Linked DNA regions of Sus scrofa: all the other regions are linked to region 2. Evidence: chromatin contacts called from public Hi-C data. All regions are on one chromosome and are shown on one strand. Each heading gives the region's core, a stretch centred on a gene start, on an enhancer-like site or on the middle of the called end of the contact. The rest is flanking DNA. Distances are from core to core; before and after follow the strand shown. Region 1 holds the start of TLE6 (transducin-like enhancer protein 6). Region 2 holds the start of TLE2 (transducin-like enhancer protein 2). Region 3 holds the start of GNA11 (G protein subunit alpha 11).

What was found. A called contact is a pair of places that touch in the nucleus more often than the background predicts.
Region 1: a Hi-C map of liver shows a contact between it and region 2, with 3 times the contacts expected there. The contact joins the promoter of TLE6 here to the promoter of TLE2 in region 2. A contact is called at or near these places in 1 of 5 promoter capture datasets (liver), 12 of 47 Hi-C or Micro-C datasets (alveolar macrophages, blood, brain and 6 more) and 1 of 2 datasets of contacts at active chromatin or transcription factors (skeletal muscle).
Region 3: a Hi-C map of liver shows a contact between it and region 2, with 7 times the contacts expected there. The contact joins the promoter of GNA11 here to the promoter of TLE2 in region 2. A contact is called at or near these places in 5 of 47 Hi-C or Micro-C datasets (embryonic fibroblasts, heart right ventricle, liver and 1 more).

The regions. Positions count from the first base shown.
Region 1 is chr2:75,548,019-75,551,992 of Sscrofa11.1, forward strand. It overlaps TLE6 (transducin-like enhancer protein 6), which reads right to left and starts at 2,658. Exons shown (of 15, transcript XM_021084155.1): 1 at 2,539-2,658; 2 at 1,843-1,948; 3 at 1,043-1,116; 4 at 15-60. The coding sequence starts at 1,911. LOC110259369 (a long non-coding RNA gene) reads left to right here and starts at 2,701. Exons shown (of 5, transcript XR_002341701.1): 1 at 2,701-2,929; 2 at 3,217-3,399.
Region 2 is chr2:75,508,259-75,512,082 of Sscrofa11.1, forward strand. It overlaps TLE2 (transducin-like enhancer protein 2), which reads left to right and starts at 2,018. Exons shown (of 20, transcript XM_021084148.1): 1 at 2,018-2,184.
Region 3 is chr2:75,454,440-75,458,455 of Sscrofa11.1, forward strand. GNA11 (G protein subunit alpha 11) reads right to left here and starts at 2,416. Exons shown (of 7, transcript NM_001044538.2): 1 at 2,278-2,416. The coding sequence starts at 2,413.

The DNA.
Region 1 (3,974 bases), core at 1,408-3,907, 40 kb after region 2:
GGGGCGGGGCTCACCAGGTAGTAAGCGCTGTTCATCTGTGATGTCAAGTGAGTGGGGAACCTGCCAAGAAAGACAGACCAGATTCCTCAAAACCCTTCCCCAGCATGAGCCCTGTCCCCAGCCCCCTAGCAGGGCTGTTTCAGGAAGTGAGCTAGTCCCTTCTAGGTGCCATTTCTTTTTTTTTTTTTCCGGCTGTCCCAGGGCATATGGAGTTCCCCCAGGCCAGGGATCAAATCTAAGCTGCAGCTGCGACAAGGCTGGATCCTTAAACCACTGTGCTGAGCTGGGGCTCAGACCTGCGTCCCTGTGCTCCCAAGATGCTGGCCATCCTGATGCGCCACAGCAGGAACTCCCCCCCCCCTTTTTTTTTTTTTTTTTTTTTTGGTGCCACGTTGAAGGCAGTGTCAAGATGAATCTGGTTTTCATGTTCTTTTTTTTGGCTACATGTGGCATGTGGAAGTTCCCAGGCCAGGGATCGAACCAGTGCCGCATTGGTTACAACATTGGATCCTCAACTGCTGAGCCATCAGGGGAACTCCTTAATGCATTTTGTTTGTTTTTTTCCCTTCCTTTTTAGGGCTGCACCTGCATTACAGCACATGGAATTTCCCAGATTAGGGGTTGAATCCGAGCTGCAGCTGCTGGCCTACACCACAGCCACAGCGACACCAGATCCGAGCCACAGTTCATGCAATGCAGGATCTTTAACTCACTGAGCGAAGCCAGGGATCCAACCTGCATTCGCATGGATAACAGTCGGGCTCATTACCGCTGAGCCACAATGGGAACTCCTTCAAATATACAATTGAATGCAAGCAAATTCACACTAAATGACAAAATAAATCAAACATTTAAATGCAAGCCAGGTTGGTTTTTACCGGTTTTCCTTCCTTTTTGCTTCGGCCTCCAATATGCTTCCTCCCCCCACTCCCTTCCTTTTAATTGTTCTGACTTTTAGGCCAATGAGACACCAAGTGGGATTTTTTTCCTCAGTGGGACTTGGGGCCACAGCCAGGCTCCAGCTGCCGAGAATGGCCCTCACCTGGGGAACTGCTGCTTGAGTTGATCCAGAACCTCCTGGTAGTTCAGGGCTGGAAGGCTGGCCTCAGGATGAGCCTGGAGAGATTGAAAGAGGGATAAACAAGACCCACAGGCTCCCAGTATCCCAGCAATCAGGTCATCAGTTCCCAGGAGGGAGGGGTGGGACTTCCTGAGACCTGAAGATAACTGGCTTGCTCTCTTATTACTTAAGTACCCACAGGCATCTTCCATTTTGCTTCTTGGCCTAAAGTTGAAAATATTTACTCTCTGGCCCTTTAGAGAAGTTTGCCTGCCCCCGGCCTAAGCTTAGAAATAGTCTTTTAGGAAGGAATGGGGGGAGGTTTTTTTTTTTTTTTTTTTTTTGGTTCATAAAATATTAACTGAGGATTTCTCATTGTGGTGCAGAGGAAAGGAATCTGACTAGTATCCGTGAGGATTTGGGTTCGATCTCTGGCCTTGCTCAGTGGGTTAAGGATCTGGCATTGCCATGAGCTGAGGTGTAGGTGGCGGACTCAGCTTGGATCCTGTGTTTTTGTGGCTATGGCTGCAATGTAGGCCAGCAGCTGCAGCTCCGATTGGACCCATAGCCTGGGGACCTCCATATGTCATGGGTTCAGCCCTAAAAGGACTAAATAAATAAATATCTTAAACCATGATGGGTTGGTGTCCCCAGCTTAAGGCCTGGCAAGACAGGCCTACATCTCTTCCTCTCTCAGGAGCAGGAGAACTAGATTTGAGCCCAGCCCCCAACCTCTTACCCCCTCTCCCCCAGGGGCTAATGCCAAGCCAGGCCCTCCTCACCAAAGTTCCTGGAGGCCTCACCATCTTTTGAAGGTGCTCGTGGGGGCTGCGATGGCCCCGAGAGGTCATCTTCAGGCAGAAGTCACAAAGACTTTAGCCAGGGACTCTAATAAAAGTAACAAGACAGAAGATCATGAACACAGAAGGCTGGGCAGTGGCAGGGACAGAAGCAGCTCTACCCCACCCTCGGCCTCCCACCCACCCCTGCCAGGACCCAGTCCTGAGTCCCCAGTCCCCTCCCTGCCTGCGGTATTCCACAGCATTCCCTACATCCTACATTCACTCATCTACCCCGCTGTTGCTTCCAGCTGTGTTAATTAGTGATGGGGACCCTAGGACCTCACCTTATGAGGTGGTGGGGGGGGTATGGTTCTGAACACCTACACACCCCGCCAGGAGCAGTCAGGGTGGGAGGAAACCCAGAGAAGGATGCCAAAGCTCAATCTTAGTTTTGAGACAACTTCTTAAAGTACGGGAGAACATAATTTGGAAAGGGGTTTTGACGGATGAGTAAGAGTTGGCCAGGTGCATTAGGAGAAATTTCTCAGGAGGAAAGAGACTTCGCTCTACTCCAATCACTCCTGTAGCAGCAAGCCTAACCCTTCTTCACTTCGCTTCTACCCCTCAGCATCCCTCCAGCCTCCTCCCCAGCCCAGGGACCCTGAGGTCCTCCAGGAGACCGGCGGGTCTACTCGCCTCCCTCAAGATCGTGGCCCGTGAGGTGCCAGGAAGATGCCGCGAGGGTCGGCCAAGTTCAGGCAGACTGGAAGCGCCTCCTCCCATCCCCCGGGGCCAATTGACCCATCGGGCCCCACCCCGGCCCGCCCCAGCCCCGCCCCGGCCCGCAGCCACCTGAACCGGGAAGCTGGTCAATGAGCAGGGAGCAGCTGCACGTGGGCTCAGGCTCCGCGGGCGGCTGCTGGCGGCGCTGGCCAATGGCTAGGCTGCTTTCCCACGTGGGTCTCGGTCGCCGTCGCTGATTGGTCGGCTCTCCCCAGCCGCCGGCCGGACTGTCAATCAGCGCGCCCGGCGCCGCAGCTTAACCCTCGCGGTCCCGCTGCAGGAAAGGGTTGCTTGCAGAGTCAAGGTAGTTTGGGGTTCAGGCTGGAGTAAAGATATTTAGAAGGACAAGGGGTTTGGGGGTCTGAGAGGGTAGAACTTGGGGAGGGCCTGGGAGGCTTGTAGTTGCCTTGTTTGGTGAGAAGCCTTATAATTTTTTCGTCTTACCCAGGAGTGACTCGTGGCTGGGAGGCGGGGGTGGGGTGGGGCGCTGAGAGTGGAAGTGGGGGGATCTTAGGTAGGGCAGTCTCGCTCTAGTCCTTAGATACGCACTAAGACCCTTTTCCTCAATATTAAAAAACTGAACTTTTTTAGTTCCAGGCTTCCCAGGAGCCAAACCCAGGGCTGTGCATTTTATCAGCGAATTTTCCCTGCTGCTCTTCAAGCCCAGGGACAGAGGCTCTGAGAATCTGAGAACCAAAAGCTGGAGCTGCAAAGGCCTTGGGACTATTGGCCTAGTTCAGCTCTCTCAGGTTCAAGGCCAAGAGAGAAAGAGTGGTGGGTACTCTAGGCCTGGGGTGATGTCAGACTTAGGGGTGGGGTGTGTGGAGGGATTCTGAGATGTGAAGCCGTTAGTCCAGAGTTTGGGGTGAGACGCCAAGTTTGTGCCCACCCCAGAGCCTTTACACTGGCTCTTCTCCCCTGGGCCAGAGAGGGTCTCTCCCCTGACTGCCACTGACTGGATCCCTCACCTTCAGCTCTGGGTCAGAGGTCACCACCTTAGGGAGGCCTCCATTCTCCCTTTCTTATTTTTCTCCAAATCTGTTTTATATTGGAGCTAATCTTGTAATCTCCATGGCCCTAAACCCTGTTGTGTTCAAAATTCACAGAATGCTGATGGGGATTCTTATACCTGCCTGCACCTGGAGGGGGTGGGAAGGATGCTGGCTTGGGATCCACACAAACCGGAGAAATCTCCCCCACAACCCCATCTTGTGCTTTGTGGGGGGTGAGGAGTGTGTAAGGGAAATAGGCCACTGAGGGTTCAGATCTTGGGATGTGCAGCCCCTAGGGGTTATGATGTAAACACACAAATTGGGTTTTGTGGCTTATCTATGGAGAAGAAAGTGAGG
Region 2 (3,824 bases), core at 768-3,267:
TAATGGCTAAAGTCAGTTCATCTGTCAAGCTGTTTGATCTTATGATACAGGATGAAAAAACTGTTGTCATTACCCCCATTTTACAGAATCACAGCAACACAGCAGCCAAGGTAGGGTTTGAACCCAGGCTTCAGGTTGCAGGGGACCCATGCAGGCTGAGTCAGCACTGGCCAGATTGTCAGGGGTCCTGGGGGACTGCCCACCATGCTGGGTGACCTGGGAGAGCTCTGCACCTCTCTAAGCTCATCTTTTTATCTTCCCAACACATATGTGGAGCAGGCACTGGGTTGGGCCTGGACAGACCATAAATATAAACAAACTTAAGGGTTCAGTGAGTGATGAGGCTTCTGAAGGAAATGAGAGAAGCTGACCAGGTAGGGAGGGTGGGGGCTACTGCAGCCAAGCTGGCCAGGCCAGGCCTCCCTAGATTGTGATGTTCAATGTTCTAAGACCGGAAGGAAGAGATGTGCCAGCCATGGTCTGGGCAAAGGAAACAGCTTGTGCAAAGGCACTGGGGCAGGACCATGCCTGGTGTGCTGGAGGAACAGCCAGGAGGCCTATGTGGCTGGAGGGGAGTGAGTGAAGAGGAGAGAGGGAGGGGGTGCGAGGAGGAAGGTGATGGGGGTCAGATCATGTCGACAGAGGTAGTGAGGTTGGATTTTGTTCTGAGGGTGATGGAGAGCTATGGAAGATTCTTGAGCAGAGGGAAGGATGGGAACTGATTCGCATTTTAATGGAGGATCCAGGATGTGAGAGGAGTGGAGAGTGGGTGCAGAGCCCAGCTGTGGAGTGTGAAGGGAGGCCAGGAGAGAAGGACCCTTTGGGGCATAAAGGGAGAGCAAATGGCTACCCCTTTCTGAGCATTTACTATTAATTATTTTAAGTACTTTGTACGCTTGAGCTTTTTTGAAGATTCCATTAGCAACCTTGCTTTCCAGATGAGAATACCCACTGAGCCCAGGTCCATCCTGGACTCCCCAAAGCCTCTTTTTTTTCCCCCTGAGCCATCCAGTTCTTGCCCAGGAAGAGGCTGGAATTTGAAGCCCCCTGCCAATCCTAGTGCTTCCTGCCACTGATTGCATTTTCCCCTGTTTCCCATTGGCCAAAACCTATTGGGACTTTACAGACCCTTGTGAAAGTAGGCAGAGGGGTATTACCACTCTCTGGTTCACAGCCAGGGAATGTTCAGAGGTCCACCCAGCAAGGCAAGGCCTTGGTCAGAGCTCAAGTCTCCTCAATCACCATCTTTCTTCTTCCAGGGTGGTTTAGGGTGATATAAAGTTACTGCTCAAAGGAGGCAACTCCTATGCATTCTGCAGAACCCCAGCTTAAACACCACCAACCCCCACATCTAGGAAGTTTTTCCAACTCCCCAAGCAGTCACCACACTCTTGGCTCTGCCCCAATCCCAGCCGTGACCAATCTCCGGGGGCCGAGTGTTGTGCTTGGTTTCCCCCAGCTTCCCTAAAATTGGGAACACACTGGGGGCCAACAGAAAGCACGGTTTCATGACTAAGTCTTGTGCAACCATCTCACTACACAGGTGAGGAAACTGGGGCCCCGAGAGATGCCCCAGTCTTTAGATCACGTGAGGGGAGCGCTAGAACAGGCCAGGAGAGCTCCCCTTGGTCCAGGGTGTAAGGAAACCTGTGTGTGATTTTTCTGAGGGGGTTTTAACGCCAACCGTGGCGGGAACCAAGGCTTAGAGGTCACCCGCGAGCCCTGGCCAGCGGGAAGAGACAGGCCTGGCTGGTGGCCCGGCAGCTCGGCTAGGGGGGCGGTAGGCAGAGGTTGGTGAAGTCGGAAGCCAAAGGCTTGGCCTCCCCGAGGGAGCCGCTTTCCCGGCCCGGGTCGGATCAATGGGCTGTAATTATACCGCGCCGGGCCGGGAGCCGGCGGGGAGGGAGCGGGAGCTGGCAGGAGAGAGGCAGCGGGCGGGGGAGCGCGGGCCGGAGAGGGACCCACGTTACTTTGATTGACAGACCGGGCCGGCGCCGCGCGGGAGCTTCTGGGGCTCGTAGTCTTTCCAAGAACCCTTGCCGTGGACTTCTCTCCCGCTTGCGCGCGCGGGGAAACTGAGGCACAGGGACCAGCCACTGCCTCCTTTCGCTGGCACATGGGTTCATTCCTCCCCATCCGACCCGATGACAGAAACGGAGCCGTGCTGGAATCCTCTGGGGTTAGGTGAGCATCTCTGTTCTTCCCCGGGCGTCCAGAGTGACTTAATGTCTCTTTACCTCAGTTTACCTATCTGTGAAATAGGGCGAAAGGCGCTAGTCGCCCCGCCAGCCGGCCGGGCTTTTGCAAGGTAGTATGTTGGCTGATGGACTCTTGTTTTTAAGGGTAGACACGCCAGGCTCAGGGGGTGCCTCGCTTCTCCTTGTTTTTGGATACTAAGCCAGCCGGATCCCCACCCCCTTCTCCAACATTGGCAGTCTCCGGCATCCACGAGGGTCTCTGGGAGGGGGAGCCACACTCTCCGTCCCCCGCTGGGAGCGCCTCGCCGCCTTCCGATTGGCCCAGACGATCCTAGAGCCTTCTGCCATTGGTTGCGGGCTCCCTGATCCCCATTGGCTGGCGCCTGTTGTGACGTCATGGACCCATGTGGGAGCGCCGCGGATGGATTGGCTGGCGCGCCCAGCCAACCACCGCGGAGAAAGGAATTTCCACAGTAGCTGAGGCGGCGAGGCTGATTTAAGGTGGTCTGAGCAATCCGGGGTCCCAGTGCTGCTTCTCAGCTTTTTCCTTTAAAAAAAAAAAAAAAAAAAAAAAAAAAAACACACCCACATCCACATCATAAAAACCCAGCCAGGAACCAGGGCTGAGTCTTTCTGTACAGTGGGAGGGGAGAGATCAAAAGCTAAGTCCCTTCCTCCAATTTTGCAGCCTCTCCCCCGGGTTTTGCAGATGGGGAAACTGAGACCCAGAGGGGTGGGGGGTTAAGCCATGGAGTGAGCTGGGGAAAGCCTTCCCTGTGAAATGAGAAGGTTGTGCTAGACTGCCCAGGCTGTAACTCACTCCTGGCAGCCGTTTCCCTGCCTCCTGCTCTGGCCGGATGTGGCATTTCAGCGAGTTATCAAGTAATCTGCCTGTGAGATGGGTCCCCTCATCTCACAGATTGCTCTCTGCTGAGCCTCCCCAAATTCTCAAAGCTGGGACTGCTGCTGCACAGAGAGCAAATCGTCTCCTCCTTCCTGGCAGATTACAAACACGAGAGGAGTGTGTGTCTGTGTGTGTGTGTGTGTGTGTGGTTTTGTGGCTTCTCAGGCAACCCACAAATCTGTATTTACCCTCCTCTGTGGAGTGTGCTTGGCTGAGGGATCTAAAGACTGGTGGGTGAAGGTCCCCTCCACCAGGAAGCCTCCTCTGAACTTAACCAGGCAGAGTTCCTATTCCTGCTCTGGGTCCCTTAGGTCCTGAGTGCTCCCTCTGCCCTGGCACTGACTCTATGGGCCTGAAGTGTGTCCTCAGCTCCATCTCACCCAGCCTGGTAGCCTCCTGGGCAAGGCCTGGGCCCTTCCTTGCTAGGGCCTCAGCATCTTCCTCAGGAGGAGAGGATTATAGAATAAATACCCATGTTCCTGCCAACTTTAGACAGTCTCTGTTCCGTGTGTGTGGAGGAAGAGAGGCCTTTTGGAGGAGCTGCCTCGAAGAGGTGCTATTTGGGTTGGGCCTTGAAGGAATGGATTTTCTCCAGGCAGAAAAGGAGCAGGAGGGAAATTCCAGAAAGAGATAGCAACATAAACAGAGGCCCAGAGGTGGGAAGGAACACAGATTAGGTAATCTGGCTGGTGGGGCTGGAGCAGAGAGAGTGTTTGAAAGGG
Region 3 (4,016 bases), core at 1,166-3,665, 53 kb before region 2:
CATATTGAGTGCACACATATACCTGGCTTTGGACCAAACAAACAAAAGTATTCACTTCTTTAGGATTCACAAAACACCTGACGAAATAACTTACAGTGATCATGCACCAGCTCTGCAACACGCACCTCACATGGCATGCTAACACGGCATGGAGGCATTCTAATAACATAAACACGGGTGATTCTGCTTCCAGAGGACACTAGGCCATGTCTGGGAACATCTGTGGTTGTCACCAGTGGGGGTGCTCCCAGCATGGAGTACAAAAGGCAGGGATGCTGCTTGGCCCCTCGGCCCCCAGCACATCCCTAGGACCTTGACCCAGCCTTACAACCGTCCTCCTCGTGTCATAAAACTTTGCCTTGGACCATCATCATCCTAACTGCCTGCCATACCTAGGACCTAGCTTCTCAAATCAGACTCCCCACCTCCTGCACGCTCGCAGGGCAGGGCTGGGTGCTTCTCTCAGGGGAGGAGTAGGATCACAGACACAGGTGCTCCCACAGCCAACACCCCACACCCAAGGGTGGGCAACAGATGCTTCCAGAGCCCCTGCAAGCCTCCTCAGTCCAGGCCCAGGGAGACCAGATACACATACCAAGGATGCAGGAGCACCCACCACCATGTCAGTCTGGGGCCTGGAAGGGCTCAGGGCTGGCAGTGGGAGCAACTGCGGGCTCACGCAGCCCCCAGCCTCCAGCCTCCAGCCAGGCCATGGGTCTGGTAACATTAATATGCTGGTAATTTTGAAACCCCAGTTCTGACAATAAAGTCTACCTCTTCTGGCAAAAGCCAGCCAGTGCCACGCTGTCCTCCCAAATGCCACTGGGACTCCACTGCCAGTTTTCTCCAAACTTTAAGGTTACTCTCTGCCTGTCTTTGCTGCAAAGATGGCCCATGTTATAGCCTTTAGGTAAAGCGGAACAAATTTGGGGAAAAGAAATTGGCAAGGTATTTTATCAAAGAGAGGACAGGGGGGGTCCCCACAGGTGGGAGAAGTAAGATGTTCCCACCAAGACCTGCAGCCTCCACAAAGTCATTCCTCCACCATGCAACTCAGTGACTCCAAACCCTGCACCAATAAGCCGGTACACCCCTCCGCGGCAGACCCCTCCTCCACCCACGGCCCATCGCAGCTGCATTTCCAACTTTCCCACAGTGCAGGAATGCAGCCCAGGTCCAGAGAAGGTAGGGCAAGGGCTTCTGTTGTGTAAACGACCTTCTTGCCTTTGACTGCGGAGGTAAGGCCTCCAACAACCCTTATTTGGGGTGACAACACTTCGCTGACAGCTGGGCCGACTGGCTCCCACCAACAGGTGTGCCTTGGGGAGATGGAGATTCGAACAGGAGTCTTCTCCAGGAGGAGAGGAGGACCGGGGAGCCCAGGCTCCCACTAAGACATAGGGGGGGTTGCCGAGTTGGCCAGTTCTGAAAACCGGCTAAGGCCCCTCTGGGGCTCCACCTGCCCCGACCCCAAGAAAAGGGGACAGGCTGTCTTCTCGCCCATGCGGTGTACCTCACTGGCAGGGACATGGGTCTTCCCCACACAGACTGGTCTGAGAGAACGGAGATTGGAGGGGCCCTGCACGCAGGGAACAGGGCTCCACCTGGTGGGAAGAGTGGAGAAAGGATCCCAGGAGGCAAGGGGCACATCTACTGGACTACAGCCGGAAGGTCTGGACCTGAACAGATGCTGGGGTCAGCAAGGGGGGCACACCTGGTGGGGGAGAGACGGAGGGCCAGCCCTGTGCAGGGAGAGGCCGTGTCTCAAGAGAAGGGGCATAGGGCAGACCCTCCAGGGTTATGGGGGCCTGACCTGGAGAGCAGAAGCAGAAGCTGGCCCTGCAGGGATCAAGGAGTGGACAGCAGAGGCCGGGACTGATCCCGAAGCGTCCTGGGAGCCCACCTGGACAGGAGGGGCGAGGGCTAATCCTGAAGGAACCCGGGCCCGTTCTGGACAGCAGAGACTGGGGACTGACACTTCGGGGATTGGGGATCAGGGCCCTGCCATGGAAAGAAGAGGCACGGGCAGATCCTGAGGCTCTGGGGCGCTGATGTGGACAGCAGAGGCAGGAGCTGGCCCCTCGCGTTTCAGGGACTCAGCCTGTACAGCAGAGATTGGGGATGACCCTGCGGGGTTTAGGTGGCCCAGAGGCCGACGGCACCGAGTACGCTGACCCCAAGGCCCGGGGTCCCCACCGTGGACACCACGCAGGGCCGCCACGCTCGGCCGTCCCCGCGCCGCTGGCCCTGGGGACCCCGCAGGCCAGGCCCACTCACCGAGCAGCAGCAGCTTGAGCTCGCGCCGGGCGTCGCGCTTGTCCCGCCGCAGCTGCTTCTCAATCTCGGCGTTGATCCTTTTGGACTCCTTCACCTCATCGCTCAGGCAACACGCCATCATGGACTCCAGAGTCATCGTTCCGGCCCCGGCCGCCCGCCGGCCGCCCCCGCCGTCGCCCCCCGGCCGGCCCGGCCCTGGCCCGGAGCTGCCCTGGCCGCGCCCGCCTGGCCCTCGGCGCTCGGCCCCCGGGCCGGCGGTCAGCCTCGGCCACCTGCGAGCGCCGGTCCCGCTTGGCCGCTGATCCCGCCCGGACGCCCTCTGCCCGCGCCGCCGCCGCCGCCACTGCCGCCGCCACCGCCAACCGCAGCCGCCGCGACCGAGCGACAGCGCCTCACAACCTAACCCGCGCCCGCACAGCGCCGACGGGCGGCCAGTGCGGCCAATGGGAGGGGGCGGTGGCCCGCGCGCCCGCCGCGGGGGCGGGACTAGCAGCTGGGCTGGGCGGGGCGTCGCACGGGCGGGGCGGGGCGGGGCGAGGCGGGCGCGCCCGAGGGTTAGGTTGCGCCGACGTGGGAAGGGGGACGCGCAGCTGGGAGCCGGGCGGGGCCGCCCGGGATTGTGGGAATGTGGCGGACTCTGCAGGGCGGCTCGGCTGCGCTCGGCTCCGCTCGGCCCTGCTCGGCTATGCTGGAGCTAAAGGCTCAGATCCGCAGCTGCTGTCGGTCGATCCGTCGGGCTCCATGTGAGGCAGCGAGGTACCAGCATTCACGGCCTCCCAGGACCCTGCCATTGCCTGACCAGAAATGAACCTTACTCTCAACCATTCTTGGAGCATGCATTAAGGGAACCTCTCCTATATACCAGACTTGGGCTTAGCATTAATGTAAGGCCTTCTGTATGCCAGGTATGGAATGAGCATTAATGGAGTACTTGCTGTATACCAGGCCTGGACCAGCTATTAATGCCGTGCCCACGATGTAACCAAGCATTAATGCAATGCCTGGTGTATACCAGGCAGGAAACAAACATTAGTGGAATGCTTACTGTAAACCTTGCATGTCCAAGCATTAATGCAACACTTGCTATATACCAGGCATGGACCAGGTATTAGTGCAGCGCTACTATATTACAGTCAGGGAACAAGGATTAATGAAGTGCCTACTATATACCGAGTCCTGCCAAGTTAATTTTATGGTAGCATAGCCACGCCCATTCATTTATGGAGATTTGCTGCCTTTACCCTGCACCAGCAGAGTTATGTAGTTGCTACAGCCCTAAAATATTTACTATCTGGAAGTTCCCATCGTGGCTCAGTGGTTAATGAATCAGACTAGGAACCATGAGGTTATGGGTTCAATCCCTGGCCTCGGCTCAGTGGATTAAGGATCCAGCGTTGCTGTGAACTGTGGTGTAGGTCGCAGATGTGGCTTGGATCTGGCATTGCTGTGGCTCTGGCATAGGCTGGCGGCTACAGCTCCAATTTGACCTCTAGCCTGGGACCCTCCATATGCCGCGGGTGCAGCCCTAGAAAAGACAAAAAAAAAAAAAAAATTTCACTGTCTGGCCTCTTAACAGAAAGAGACCTAGAAAGAGGCCCAAACACACAGGAGGTACTCAACCCATGTGTTTCGAATGATGGGAAAAGTATAAAAGTCTGAGGTGCTCCTCATGCTGAGACCCATTTCATGGACAAGGAAAGTGAGGTGCCATTCTCCACAGTTCCCTGACATCGGCACCT